3 separate regions of the Mus musculus genome follow, and regions 1 and 3 are each linked to region 2. Evidence: chromatin contacts called from public Hi-C data. All regions are on one chromosome and are shown on one strand. The core of a region is the stretch at or near the end of the contact, and the rest is flanking DNA. Distances in the headings are between cores, read along the strand shown.

Region 1 (4,750 bases), core at 276-2,775, 94 kb after region 2:
CTGCCTGTGCTCTGACCCCACTGGGGAAGAAATCCACCTGTCCAAGATACCTCTGCAAATAAAAAACTACCAACAAAATGAACACTTACCACCTACCATAAACATATGCTGGGTGTGGGGGTGGGAAGGGAGCCGAGCGATGTGCTGTACCTACTAAGTGTAGGGCTCTATGCTCTTAGCACTCTCAATATCTCTCTCACAGTGCTCGAATACACAGTGCACGCTTTGCCCCATTTTACAAATAAAAACCTAAAGTCTCAAATGAATTTCAAACTTACTGAGCTATAAAGTGGCCCGCCCAAACCTACACACAACTTCTGACCAACATCACAGACATGGCTTGGGGCTTTCATAGTCAGGAAACCAGAGGAAGAGGCCTTGCCGCGAGTGTAGCGCTCAGAGTTTACAGCCAACGACTTTACAATCGGCCGCTAAGAAATGACTCTGGGTCTCACCCAGACCGAGAGAAAGGTGACCACTCCCCATGTGGTGCTGGCCACGGTGTTACCGGGCTAGTGTGGACAGTCCCGAAGGCGACAGCAGATCCTAGGGTGGTCAGCGTCTGGACTGAACTGCAGCCGGTAGGAGCTCGCTGCTCAAATTTCCAAAGGAAATTTCTCCATCTGCTCTAGATGGGAACCGCCCCCTTATGTGCCACTAACGACTGAGGTCCCCAAACCTGCTGCACCTCGGAGGGGTCCCAAACCAGCGACCATGGCCCTAACTATCCCGCAACGAATTTCAAGGGGCTGAATCCCAGTTCCCCACCAGTTGACCTCGGGTCCCTAGTCCAACCGGGCCCGTACGCGTGGGCACCTGCTAGTCACCGCTCAGTCCTCCTGGCTGGGACCAGGAAGCATCTCCAAAGTGCCCGCGACGCCTCGTTGGAAGCCCGGGCGAGGACAAATTCTCCCCACGCGGGTCGGTGTCCTAGGTGGCGTGGAGAACGCTCCGGTGCTCCCCTTGTTCCACGGGTGGACAGCGCCGAGCTTGCACCCCACAATGCTACGCTTTCGTTGCTCCGAAGGAGGGCGAACGGCCCGATAGGCTTCCGCAGATTTCGTAGGACCGTTCTTGGGTTGCATCTCTGCTGTGGCTGAAGATTCATTTTGTTTGGGGTTTACGCAGATGAAAATATTTAGAAGACAACGAAAACCCCCGCGGCAAAAGGCCATTTCCCCAGCAGCGCCTACGGGCGGGTGCGGCGGCGGGAAACGGCCGAGCCCGGAGCGGGGAGCGTCTGCTAATTGCAGCTTCGTTAGATTTCGGGTTTGAGAAGCTGCGGTTCGGGCGCTAATATCCGCCGCCCATTATCCCGGCTAATAAATTTGACCTATTGTTCGTTTGTTAAAATGATGTCACCTTGGAACAGTCCCTAAGCTCCTATTTCCATGAATTAGGCCTTTATTGAAAGCCGGGAGCCAATGAGAGAAGAGAGGCTTGTTGATCGCAGCCAATGGCTGCGGCGGGAGAGGAATTAGCAGCGGAAACTCCAGGTTCGGTTCAAGAAAGATGACACAGAGCCTGTCGGGCCCGCGCACTCTTGGCAAAGTTTCAGTGCGACTGGAGGCGCCGGGCGCTCCATGGCCGCGCCGTAACGGGGACCCAGCAGCCTCCCCGCCCAGCCCAGCCCAGCCCTTCCGCCCGCCCAGGATGGAGGCGCCCGCCAGCGCGCAGACCCCACACCCGCACGAGCCCATCAGCTTCGGCATCGACCAAATCCTCAACAGCCCGGACCAGGACAGCGCGCCCGCCCCGCGGGGCCCCGACGGCGCCAGCTACCTGGGAGGGCCCCCCGGGGGCCGTCCGGGCGCCGCGTACCCGTCTCTGCCCGCCTCCTTTGCGGGCCTCGGCGCGCCCTTCGAGGACGCGGGATCTTACAGTGTCAACCTAAGCTTGGCCCCCGCCGGCGTGATCCGGGTGCCAGCGCACAGGCCGCTCCCTGGGGCCGTGCCGCCGCCTCTGCCTAGCGCGCTGCCCGCTATGCCCTCGGTGCCCACGGTCTCCAGCCTAGGCGGCCTCAATTTCCCCTGGATGGAGAGCAGTCGCCGCTTTGTAAAGGACCGCTTCACAGGTGAGCAGAGCGAACCACCAGGAGCCAGGCCTCGGCTCTCCCGGGGCCAGGGGCGCCGCGCCCTGTGCACCCCACTCCCAGGATCGATTCCAGAGGCCCAGGCGTGGCGGAGGCCTCGGCACCCAGAGCTCGGGGCGGCTATGGGTGGGGGGAGGTTGAAGGTAAATCGGAGAGTTATGGGTCGGGGGAGGGGGGAAAGAAACCAACGTCCCAGGGAAAGGGGGGGGGGCGTCCCTGCCTGGCTTGAAGCTGCGGAGGGGACTCGCGGGACGAGCGAAATAGCGGAGCACTGTGTCCCACGGGGCTCCACGTGTGGCCCGAACGGTGGTAGGGCTGGGCTTCAAGGGGCCTCATGTGTCTCTGCAGCGGCGGCCGCGCTCACGCCCTTCACCGTGACCCGGCGCATTGGCCACCCCTACCAGAACCGGACGCCACCCAAGCGTAAGAAGCCGCGCACGTCCTTTTCCCGGGTGCAGATCTGTGAGCTGGAAAAGCGCTTCCATCGCCAAAAGTACCTGGCCTCGGCCGAGAGGGCGGCGCTCGCAAAGTCCCTCAAAATGACGGACGCGCAGGTCAAGACCTGGTTCCAAAATCGGAGGACCAAGTGGCGGTGAGAGAGGCCCGGCCCGGCCCACCACGCACCTGCCCTGCACCTGCCCCGCCCTGCGCGGCAGTCCAGCATCACGCCCTCTCCTGTGCTAGCTCCTACCCGCGCCCCCTGGACCATGCATCGCCCTTCTTTTACAGATTTGTTGTCCTTTCTTCCCACCGACCTGTATCCCTCTCGCCATCTCTCCCACGCCTCGGCGTCTCCATTTTCAGGCCCATCTCGCCAGTGTTTTGTTTCGCCTCCTTTGCTCGTTTGGGTTCCTCCCACCTGCCCCCCACCACACACACCCCGGGCCTCCCACACTCTCCTCCCTCTCTCATTCTAGCCCACCCACTCGGATTTCGGATTGATGGCCAGGGCTGTTTTAGGGTCCTCTCTCCAACTCTGCTTTTTTCTTTTCCTTTTTTTCTTTTTAATACTATCTTTGCTTCCATCCAACCCGTAAACGACGAAGAAGCTCTATGTTCTAGAGAGGGCTTCAAGATAGTGCCTGGTAGACACCCCGTCAAGTGTCGCCCAGCTGGTGGTGCACAGCCCGCCAGTCCACCCGTGGGCACAAGTGACCCCATTGGCCGCAGGACCAAGTCAGTTATACACTGCCCTGCCGCTCTTATCCCGCAGGGGGTAACAAAACACACACACACACACACACACACACACACACAAAACAAGATTTATTGTTGACAAGGCCACAAAATCCGGGTGTGCAGGTGGACGGGCGGGCAGAGTGCCTTCCCAGCGCCCCCGGGGTGCACAAACAAAACCCAATGGTTCCACCCGTCCTCCTGCCCCGCGGACCTCGGGGCAAGTGTGTGCGGGCCGCAGGCGGCTTCGCCTCGAGGGGCCGGGAGGCTCTGTTCCCGGGAGGGCTGGGGCCCGCTGGTGGCCTAGCAAACCCCAGTGCGTGACGGTGCTGTCCCTCTCCCTCCCCGGGTGCAGGCGGCAGACGGCGGAGGAGCGGGAGGCGGAGCGGCAGCAGGCGAGCCGGCTCATGCTACAGCTGCAACACGACGCCTTCCAGAAGAGCCTCAACGATTCCATCCAGCCCGACCCGCTCTGTCTGCACAACTCGTCGCTCTTTGCTCTGCAGAATCTGCAGCCCTGGGAGGAGGACAGTTCCAAGGTCCCCGCTGTCACCTCTCTGGTGTGAGCCACCGGCGTGCAACGTAGCTACGGATCGCTGCCCCCACCAGGCGGGGCGTCCGGGTCCCCCAGCCGGGCTGGGAAGGGAAGCTGGGCCGAGAAGGGTAGGGCGGCCCGACTCGCGTGGGTCTTGGGGCGCGCCGCACAGCGCCGGCCGCGGAGAGGGGCTGGGCCCAGGTCCTCGCGGCTGCACAATCCAAGCCCCCCGCCCCGCGCCCCGTCCCGCCCCAGGCCCGGGCCTGACAAAGAAGCGCCTTACGTTACTCCGCCCCGCACCCGCACCCCCGGGCTGGGCGCCTGTATTATACTTTGTACTTTTGCCCAAACGTGTAAATAATAAAAGTTTTGGCTTTTTTCTTTAGAAACCGGCCACCTGCTTCCCCTGCGGGGCCGCTGGAGGAGGGGCAACCGACCCGGCGTCTGGGGGAAGCGTGTGGGGCCGGGGGCACCCAGCGTTTAGGCTGGGTGCACGCCTCTCCTTTTCCGTTCCTTTTATTTAAGTCGTTTTATTTAATAAAAAGTTAGCTATTTCACTTAATGCCGCTTTTATTTCGTTTTCTTTCCTCGAACGCTCGGCGACCCAGGCCCTTGCGCCCCACCCCTTTGGCTATCGCTACCGAGCAGCGGTGTGCGCGGGCGCGTCCAGGTCTGCGAGCTGCACTGGTTTCTCCCCAGCCCGAACCCCGGCCCGGGGACCCGCGGAGGATGTGCGGTGCAGGTCAGTTCCAGCCGGTCGGCCGAAACCGGTTGCCGGTGGGATAGGGAATAGACCTGGGACCCAGCCACGCGCTGCTGGGAAAGGACTGTTCCGATCTGAGCCGGTTCTGAGTCCGTCCCAGATGAAATTCACCCAGTAGGTGGGTGACCGAGTAGAGGGGAATGTTTTGAGCTGGAGAGGAAATGCTGGACCTTCTCACAACCAG
Region 2 (4,804 bases), core at 299-2,798:
GTCTTTCATATGTATATGGAGATTAAAATCACTTGAAGAGTAGCCTGTGTAAGTGTACATAATAAAAATTTTTAAAAGCACTTCAATAGATGGCAAAGCCAAGTAGAAGCCATCTTACAGCCTAGACAGCAATCAGAATCCAAGTGTTCAGAGAATAGATTGTTTTAGAGGCTGCAGGAAGAAAGGAAGCTGAGAAAGAAGACGAGTTGGTGAGGAAAAAAAAAAAAACTGTATAATAAGTGGAAGCTACGTGAGTCATTTTAAACAGCAAAAATGAAATTAGGAGTTTTTATATTCAAAACCTTGGGTTTCTGTCATTCTGTCCAATCAGTTAAAAGTAGAAATTGAGTAGTTCCATAGACAACATCAGGTACATTGAATCACCATATAAATAGGAGGGGCAGTGTGTCTGACTGAAAATTATGATTTATTACTTAGAAATGTTCATCGTAATAAAGATGGTCAGAATTCATTGCCTACTTGATAACTTAGGCTTTTTACTAAACAGGTTTTCATTTATTACCAAAATCAATCTGAAACGGTCCCGAGACCATTTTTTGGCTTAACACTTCTCCTGAAACAGTATATTCAGAAATCACAGTTGCATATCTCAAATATCACACCTCCTTGTTGGGCAATTATGTTTATTTGTGCTCTTTGCTATGACATTCTAGCATCTGTTCATGGGTTTTCTTTTTCTCTTCCCAAGCATCATCCTAAGGACAGCTTAATTAAGAGTCCAGAGTATGAGTCAGATCTCCTTTATTCATGTCAAGGGGGTTTGTTTCGCGTTCCCTTCTAAAACCATTTATGAACCACGATTACTAGTTGTCAGGATAGTGCTATGCATTTTTGCAAACAAATATATCCCTCACAATAGATTTGTAGAATGGACATAATTATAGGTAGCCCCTGTGATAGATTTGGACATTAAGACTGATTAATTGCCTTGTCTTTAAGAATTAAACAAAGCTAGAGTTCAATTCCAGAGTCTTATGACATTGAATACAGAACTTTTTTTCCTTACATTGTTTCCTGACTTGAACAGTATGGCTGCTGTTCTGGTTATATCATAATCCTGTAGGTCACCTGGACAGTTTTATCTTATCCTGAGTTAATGCAACTTTTTGGGGGAGATCTTTAAATGCCAGTGCAGACTAAACTATATAGTGGAGTTGATTTGAGTCAAGTCAGTCAGTTGAGATTTGCTATTAAATAATATCTAGATTACATATCTTGTGAAATTATGAATCCTGCTCTTTTTTTTTTCTAATTTGTCAGTATTCGGTTACAAAAAGAGTCTCAATGTGTTATACTCCTGGAATTAAGATTCAGCTCAGTTTATAAGAAGCAAAGTGGAGTTGCTCAGCAGATTGATGGTCTGTTTATTAAAGAGCCTATGGTTTTCTATGGAAAGGGATCTAAGCGAGACATTTTAGCTAATGAATCAGAATCAGATATGTGGTCATTATTGCCTGATTATTACTCCATCTGCTCTGCACTAACGTGAAAATCAATTACTGTGTCTCTTTCCCACTGACAGCGTATGTTGATCGGGCTGGCAAGAGATCTTCGAGGGATTGCCTTTGCACTGAACACAAAGACCAGCTACACCATGCTGTTTGACTGGATGTATCCTTATTACACTGTGACAATACCAGCTCTGTGCACAGAGGGATGCCAGGCCCCTCTCTTTCGTTTAATAGTGTGGCGCAGTAGGGAAGAGGAAACAAAGCTAAATGAACTAATGTGTAATCAGCTAAAAATTACAGCACAGTGGCAGCAGTGCAGATAACTGAGCGCAGCATTTGAGACCCGGCTCACAGAGGTCACTTTCTTGATAGATACCATTAAATATTGACAACTTGAAGATCACTTCCCCAAATGGTTGTTTATGTTACAGGCATCAAGTAGCTAATATTTGTACTTGGGGTCAGTGATTTGTACATTGTGATATTTTCTAAGGAAACTCGAAGTCTCTGTTCCATCTCGATTAGCAGGGTTAGTTTATCCTTGAGATTTTACTCACAGTGGTACAGTTGAGTCATCATGATGAAGATATTAGTGATCATGAAGGGGGGAGGAGAGTTGTCATTTGCTATAAAATTTGAGTTTGCTGTTACTAAACTGTAGTGTAGACTAGTGTAGACAGGAGGACAAATCCCTATACAGAAATGTCTTGTCACATAAGAATAAAAAGAGACAGAATAGGTTTGAAATCACAGCACTTCAATTACAGTGTAAACCTCAGCCAATCATTCTATTTCTTGGACACTTGATGTCATCATCCAGCAAAGGAGACAATCCAGTACCCTAGCTTACTGTGACCTCTAAGATAAGTAACACACTCTGTCTGGTGTCTGACACTTACCCAGTGACCAATAAACATTTATTAACATGTTAAGAGTACTCTATGAGTCATCTTTAATCCTAACAAGAGATGACTGTTTATACAAGTCATTGAAGTGTGGTAGCGTCATGTTCTTTATATTTAAAACCAGCAGCCTATAAGAAAATTCTACTTTAATGTAAATGAGGAAAATACCTAATAAAAAAATATAAAAGAAAATCTACTTTAAAGCAAAATTACTTGTTTTATGGCTTTCTTTCTTAAAACAGTATCTCATTTGCCCAGTTTTGCCTCAGACTTGACAGAGCCAAGAATAAAGCTAATCTCCTGGTCCTCTTGCCTTAGCCACCTAAGTATTGGAATTACCATGCCCATGCCCAACTTAATTTATATTTAAGTGGTATTCTTGTTTTATTTAAGCTTTTTTTATCCAAACTTTATATGTTGTAAAGGAAACTTCTTAGAAGCAGTGGTTAGTGACTACCAAAGCTATGCCCCAAAACATAAGAGCTGAGCATGTTTTAGAGAGAATGCTACACATTATGAAATTTTTAAATGCTACTATTTAGAGTACTGGCTTATGATTTTTAGTTGGTATGGAAACCCACTTCCTCATATTTATTTTCTTAAAGATCAAACAATTAAGGTTTTTTTTTCATGGTCTTGAAGAATCAACTATATACCATATATGTGTGTGTGTATGTGTGAGTTTAAAGATTATAAATTTAATCATAATCTTAAATTCATCCACAATGACCATTTTATTTCTCTAAACACCCAGTTCCAAAGGCAAAACTTTCATTTATTTGGAAAATCATAAGAACCCACTTTTGGTACAATTTACATGAGACCAGTCTCTTAAAGGTAGCCTGTCCAGCAGTTAGGAGGGTTTTTTTTTTCTTGTTCACCAGTTGTAATAAAGAGTCAAGGTCAGAAATTTCCTTCTGTGTCAACAAATATAATCTGGTTTCCATTTCAGCATTTGTCCAGCAGATGGCAGAAATGGAAAATCTTGGGACTTGGTGTTTTATTTTTTAAACTCGAAACTGATATCTCCTCCCTTTGACCATAGCTGTTGAAGTTATTGGGGTCAGGGGCAGAGAGCAAGGTGTCAGTTATGCAGTAAGCGATGCTACATTGCCAAATGCAGTGGCGTGCTACTGGCCTTGCTTATAATAATTGGGTTTCAGTAGCAAATCAGCTTCCTTGGGAAAAGGCCAAAGGCTTTTCATAATTGTATTGACAACAAAATGAATATGATAAATGGTGTTCATTCAGTTGAGACAAGATTTATAGTTTTCCTTTGGGCAAAGGATGAAGAGCAAATATTTATAATAATAGTAAAATTTGTTTAAAAGTTATATTATTTGATCATTCAAAAAGCTTTATTAAAATATTTTGAAATAACTTTTAACAGTTTCAGGTGATAAAGTACAGATTCTTTCTAAAGTATTCAAGTAATGCAAAAATGAATAAGTATATGATTTTTAAAAAATACAGATATGAAAGTCATTTATTCTTCCTGAAATATTGATATGTCAAACTGTCAGTGAGGATCCCACATTACTGCTGGGGAAGTTTATTTGCCTTTTATCCACATAGATGTGTGTTCTTTAATTTGTTATGCAGTTCTTAGCTTATAGAACAAACATTCCTGTTAAGAGCACATGTCATCGTAAAGTCAAAATGCATTTTATTTATGGTGATTGTTTGATAAAATGCTATTTCCATGTTTAGCTATTTAATTCACAAGCATCTCTGTGAATGCCTTAGCCATGGCATTAACTGCTGCACGAACTGCATGCTTACCACTGCATCTGTCCCAAGCTGCACACACTGCATGCTTACCACTGCATCTGTCCAAAGCTAAATGGCCTGGGACTTCACAGCTACCATCTTGATAATTTTTTTCATGACTTGAGAATTCAAGCAGGAAATCATTCGTTTACACCTTTGCCCCTAAAGTAAGAATGCAGCAGTAAGAAAACCGCACATTATTCAAACGTTTCCTAGGTTGTGCTTAGATGAAGGTTTCAGATGACCAGAGGGAAACTAAAATATCCACATGTAAATATTATTTCCAGGATTACTCTAATTTCCAGGATGTGGTCAATCATTGAGCTCACACAGGCAGGCAGTACTGTTTGTCAGTGAATATAAACACAGTACACAAAAACAAAGGAAGCAATGACCAAAATTAACAACCTTAAACTCCAGCCTTGTCTCACTGCCTCACAGCCTGTGGGTCCTGGGTAAGTTAGTTGGAGTCTTGGAGTCACAGTTTTACTCCCATGACCCAGGGTTAATCACCCCATCTCACAGCTCCCGACTGTAGTGTGTGGGACAGAACAACTCCTTCGCTGCTGTCACTTCCCCTCTTAAAACAGTTAGCAAGGATGTGGGCTGCGTATCCATTCAGCAAAGCTGGCTTCCGTTGCGCAGTGTGCTTGGTTT
Region 3 (4,931 bases), core at 753-3,252, 76 kb after region 2:
GAACCTTAGTTTTACTTTGGGGGGTTGCTTTTGTTTAGGGGGTCCATTTATTACTAGAATGTGTGCTAGTTATAGTATTAAGCATGGTCAGGTGCTAGCCATAGAAATATCTACTTTATAGGAAGCGTTATATCCTGGAGAAAATTAGCCTAATTTACTAATTCCTATGGTGTTAATTTAAATTGTACTCTCAGTGGGAGGAAAATCATTATTTCCCATGAAATGTTCAGTGGATCAAGTTCCAAAGACATTCTTACGTTTACTGTTGTTCACTTTCCGAGTCTGTCAGTATAGTAACTAAACTTGTAAACGTTTCGGGTGGGAAGCAGAAAGGCTTGCTGAAAACTTTTCAGAAGCTGCTAGAGCAGATAGGTGCCATGCCCAGGCCCCTAGAGGCCTGCAGTAGGGCCAGAGGCTCTGAGCCTCACTCAGAACAGCCTGGGCCCTCGTGGCCATAGGCTGGCAGAATGAATTCTCCCAGACTTTTGCATTTGACTGTTACATCCTAGCAGCACCTTAACCAAGGGTGTCCAGGCCCTTTTTGTGATAGCTAATGCTCTCCAAAGGTTTACCTGAGAATGGAGACAGCATGGACAGTAGACTCCATAAATGCTGGGTTTGTTAGGTGGTGAGAAAACTCATCAGGCCCCACCTGCTGTTAGGTAGGGCTGCTCTTTCTCTCTGGCTTATTCCTCTTTGGCCTGGCTTTGCTAGATGATGGTGGTGCCTCAGACTGTGGCCTGGTAACCTGAAAACCCCAGCCATGGGCCTTCCTCGAATCTCCTGGCTTAGAGAGCTTGGTCTGAATTCAAAAACAAGGTCCTTTGAAGTAACAGGTCTATGTTAAGACATTGAAGCATTCTGTGTGTGGGCCATAGATTAAACCACAGCTCAGTTTTCTGCATAGTGCTCTCCATCTTAAAGTGCTCGCTGCCTTAGCAGGAAAGTGCCCAATGTAAGCTAGGACTTGGCTTATTTTACTTCCGCAAACTGCAGAGCAGGCACATGTGACATGAGGGTGTCCTAGTAACTGCTCTATGTGGCCCAGGGCTTCAGGTGGGGTCTGCTCTGCTCTGCACTTGTATCTCACACCTTTGTCAAAAGCATGATCAGAAGTCACACACTGTCACTTTCTCCTTCTAGGTCACACTTCTGGGTGGTTTTTGTGCTTAGATGTGTTTGCTTGCATGGTTGCACTGTCACACTATCACTTAAACCCATGCTTTCTGGGCTGCCTCCTGCTAAGCTGATTTCTGGGACTACAACTCCACATGACGTTAGACAACTTTGAGGAGAATATAGTCATCTCGTTTACCTGTCTAACCTAGGTGTGAGTTGGTATTCTTCCCTGTGCCATGAAATTTCATTGGCTTAGGCCAGCAGAAGCTAAGGTTACAGAATAGCAACATTGTGTGTAAGGCATACTGTGTGGCAAGGACAGGATAGATGTTTTGTTTGTGCAGAGGAAGTTCCTCCTCAAAGCATCCCTTTGACCCCAGCTGCCACAGTCCCTGCTTCCTGTCAGGACAGAAAGGCAAACGCCGTGGGAGAATGAGCAGGGTCAGACTTGGCTCAGTTCTCAGTCTAACGCCTGTTGCTGCCTCCTCATTGAACAAAACTCCAGCCAAACTCTGGAAGGAAGGAGTGGGAGGGATGAGGATCAAGTGAAGTAGTGTAGAGTATGATTTTCCTGAGGAGGCAGCCCCATTGCTACATAACCCCATCCCTGCTTTGGCAAAACAGCCACTTACATTACAGTGGGTAAAGCATATGGTTTGGAGTATAGGCGTATTTGGCAGCGTAGCCAAAGCAAATTGAGAGCGGCCTCCCACCCACCCTGCAGCTGTGTTGGGAGTGAGAAGACAGTGGAGAACTAGATACCGGCTCTCTAGCCACTGCTGCATAGAGTACTGTGCTGCATGGGCCCTCATGGCCATAGGCTGCATGGTCTCTGGTGATAGAATGTGATCAGAGCCAAGATGGCTCCTTTCAGTGTCCTTGACCTCAGAGACCACGCCCTAAACGTCACACTGCCTGCAGGGAAAAAGGACTGTGCTTTAGCTGTGCACCCAGCCTTCTTCCTCTGTGTGTGTGTGTGTGTGTGTGTGTGTGTGTGTGTGTGGGCGGGGAGGAGGGGCGGGGGGAGGCCTCAGAGTCCAGAGGAATTTACACCACTGTTTGGGCTGTTTTAACACTACTCTAGGATTATTAGAAAAAATAATTCTGGAAATTGGCTGCCACATCAATGCCATTTAAGAAGATTACTCGGTACTTTACATATTTCCAGAAAAGTAAAAAAGGAAAAAAAATCATCCATTTTTGCCAACTTTATTTTTAGAAAAGTATTTTATTCAAACATCCCCTTTCTTATTACAGACATAAATACATGCATTCAGACAAATGAATACACGAGAGGACCGTATAAAGTAATTGGCGCATCACTCCAGGATGCTTTGTCAGTTACTGGAAGAATTTGGTGCCTCTGACTTTAATCTTCTCCATTAAAATATCCATTCTGCTTCAGCTTGTGAAACCCATAATATTTTAGACTGTCTCTGTGGATCTGTTAGTTTTGCTTGTCAATTTAATTTGTGCTCTATGACTTTGGCTGGCTCACTGTACTGTTCATGGGAACATGTGATCTACATGAATGTTGAGCATGTCAGGCATGGAGTTTCAGCCTCTCCAGAGAGACTGGACATGCAGTCTGTGTTGTGTATAGGCTGGCAGATTCCATCTGTAACCAGCCTCATCACTGAGGTGGTGACAGAATGGCAGCTGTGGAACTACAGAGATGCACACTGCTGGTGTCGCTACGCCCTCAGAGTCTGCAGGATGCAGACTCAGCAGCGCTTTCCCAGTGCCGTCTCATTTCATGCTCAGCTTCCTTGAGCTGGATTATTTCCTTCCCTCTTCAGAGTTAATAAAAAGAGACATCGCAAGCGCCGTTCAGTTACTTGCCAAAGATCACAGAATAAATTAGATTACCAAAACTTTTTGCCAGGGGCAGGGAGATGGCTCTGGAGGTAAGCAAGCACTTGTGCAAATGGAGGAGCAGATCCCTAGCAGCGCCTACCCAGTGCACGAGTGCTGTGCGAGTGCTGTGTCCGCCTGTGAGTCCAGTGCTCCAGAGGCCGGCAAGCTGGCTGGCTGGCTGGCTGGCTGGACGGACAGACGGACGGATGGATGGACGGACATTATCCTCACGCTGTGGGTTCAGCAATAACTAACTTAGTACCTCAGTAAGTACATTTGAGAACATTTGAGGGAGACACCCAACCTCACCCTTACATACAACAAACACATGCACGGTACACATTCATACTTGTGCAAAAAAGGGAGGATGCTAAAAGCATTCAAAGTAAAGCAGGTCATCGAAGCCCAGCAGGGGTGGCATCTGTGGGGTCTGACTCTACCACCACCCTTTGGTTTGCCCTGCATTTGCGTTTTCTCTAGAGCTATGGGAGCAGATAGGCTGCAGCAGGAGAAATCAGCCCACTTCACAGCCATTTGCCTGGACTCCCTCCTGTCATGCCTCATGCCTAGGGCACATTCCCCATCCTTCACCATGCCCACAAGCCCATCACTAGCCACCTTGCATTGAGGGTAAAGTCTAGACTCAGTGGTCTTCTATTCTGGCCATGGGGTTTCCCTTCTGTCTCCTGCCACCCTAAGTTCCTTACTCTTCATTCCCACCGTCTTTGCCTCCTGTCTACTTATGAAGAACTCAGAGGTTTTCCCCTCCACATGCTGCTCTTCTTTTCCTACACCTATTCCCCATTATTTTCTTCCTGCGACTTCCCTAGCAAGCTTCGAGGGAAGCTCAAAGAGTCCTATTAGCCAGGCATGGTGGCGCACACCTTTAATCCCAGCACTTGGGAGGCAGAGGAAGGCGGATTTCTGAGTTCGAGGCCAGCCTCGTCTACAAAATGAGTTCCAGGACAGCCAGGGCTACACAGAGAAACCCTGTCTCAAAAAACAAAAAAGCAAAACAAAAACAAAAAAAGAGTCCTATTATCTCTTCTGTGTGCCTTAACCTCGGGAGTTAAGAGTGTGGATAAGTGAGTACTTGTAACATAGCAGTGAGTGAGCAATTAGTAATGGATAATTTGGTAAACAACCGTCTGAGCTAGCAGGAAACACCACTCTGGAGTCACTCAGTGCTGAGCTACAGAGAGACGTCCATTAACATCATAAACTGTTTGGTGAGGTAAGAAGCAGACAGGAAAGTGAGTTGGGCCTTTACCTGGTACCTAGCACAGAGCAAAGCATATAAGGTGTATGAAGCAGGGAATGAACCTCCTGGCTCACCAAGAAGGCTCTCACCAAGCTTTTTGGTGGTAGAGACTTGTCCTTGAGGAGGCAGGGTCTGCCCAGAGTTCACATTGCCTTCTAGGCTTCCAGAGTGAGAGCCAAGTGTCCAGGGAAAGCCCCCTGCCATCAGAAAGGTGGCAGGATGGAAGGAGTACACAGAAAGTCTGGGATTCAGGCGAGCTCTAAGCCAAGGGTCCCAGTTTTCATGTGCCTCTGTCTTCTAGATGATGTCTGTCCTCATGAACACCATTGTCTTTGAGGATTGTCGGAACCAGTGGTCAGTATCCAGGCCTCTCCTGGGGCTCATCCTGCTCAACGAGAAGGTGAGTGTCCTTACAGAGAGGGCCACAGGAGGAGGGAGAGGGGCCCTGAAGACCACAGGCTAGCAGGCTGAGGCCTTGAGAGCCCAAAGATCTTCTGGTGTTAGAGGCCAAAGAGGCCCACCAGCTGCACTGTGTGTGGCTTGCTCGGCAGTATCCCAGAGGCATCCTCACCTGCCTTGCCATTCTAAGGCAGTTCTGAGCCACGGCTCTTAGGCCTTCTCCTCCAGCCTTTTTTTTATATCTAGGGACCCCAGCCACAACCACAGCTGATGACAGCGGCAGCCCTTGAGGGAC

Evidence for each region. A called contact is a pair of places that touch in the nucleus more often than the background predicts.
Region 1: a contact with region 2 is called in a Hi-C map of cerebellum, with 2.9 times the contacts expected there. The contact joins the promoter of Tlx3 here to the enhancer-like site in region 2. A contact is called at or near these places in 3 of 39 promoter capture datasets (embryonic stem cells, frontonasal cranial neural crest and liver), 10 of 484 Hi-C or Micro-C datasets (the AML12 cell line, bone marrow-derived macrophages, brain and 5 more), 9 of 115 datasets of contacts at active chromatin or transcription factors (bone marrow-derived macrophages, craniofacial prominence, embryonic hindbrain and 4 more) and 4 of 9 other capture datasets (adipose tissue, embryonic tail, embryonic trunk and 1 more).
Region 3: a Hi-C map of the N1E-115 cell line shows a contact between it and region 2, with 2.4 times the contacts expected there. The contact joins two enhancer-like sites. A contact is called at or near these places in 1 of 39 promoter capture datasets (hippocampal neurons), 4 of 484 Hi-C or Micro-C datasets (the N1E-115 cell line, bone marrow-derived macrophages and nephron progenitors), 1 of 115 datasets of contacts at active chromatin or transcription factors (embryonic stem cells) and 1 of 9 other capture datasets (embryonic tail).

The regions. Positions count from the first base shown.
Region 1 is chr11:33,200,363-33,205,112 of GRCm38.p6, reverse strand. It overlaps Tlx3 (T cell leukemia, homeobox 3), which reads left to right and starts at 1,525. Exons shown (of 3, transcript NM_019916.2): 1 at 1,525-2,074; 2 at 2,441-2,684; 3 at 3,624-4,361. The coding sequence starts at 1,654. The coding sequence ends at 3,834.
Region 2 is chr11:33,294,170-33,298,973 of GRCm38.p6, reverse strand. Ranbp17 (RAN binding protein 17) reads left to right here. Exons shown (of 28, transcript NM_023146.3): 20 at 1,544-1,632. Among named protein-coding and RNA genes, the nearest start is that of Tlx3, 93 kb to the right of the region's middle. Within about 2 kb of position 1,548, at least 6 of the 459 cell types and tissues checked have an H3K27ac peak or open chromatin away from gene starts, as enhancers often do. A contact at or near this core is called in the N1E-115 cell line and cerebellum, where this site is marked.
Region 3 is chr11:33,218,877-33,223,807 of GRCm38.p6, reverse strand. Ranbp17 (RAN binding protein 17) reads left to right here. Exons shown (of 28, transcript NM_023146.3): 26 at 4,539-4,637. Among named protein-coding and RNA genes, the nearest start is that of Tlx3, 18 kb to the right of the region's middle. Within about 2 kb of position 2,002, at least 32 of the 459 cell types and tissues checked have an H3K27ac peak or open chromatin away from gene starts, as enhancers often do. A contact at or near this core is called in the N1E-115 cell line, where this site is marked.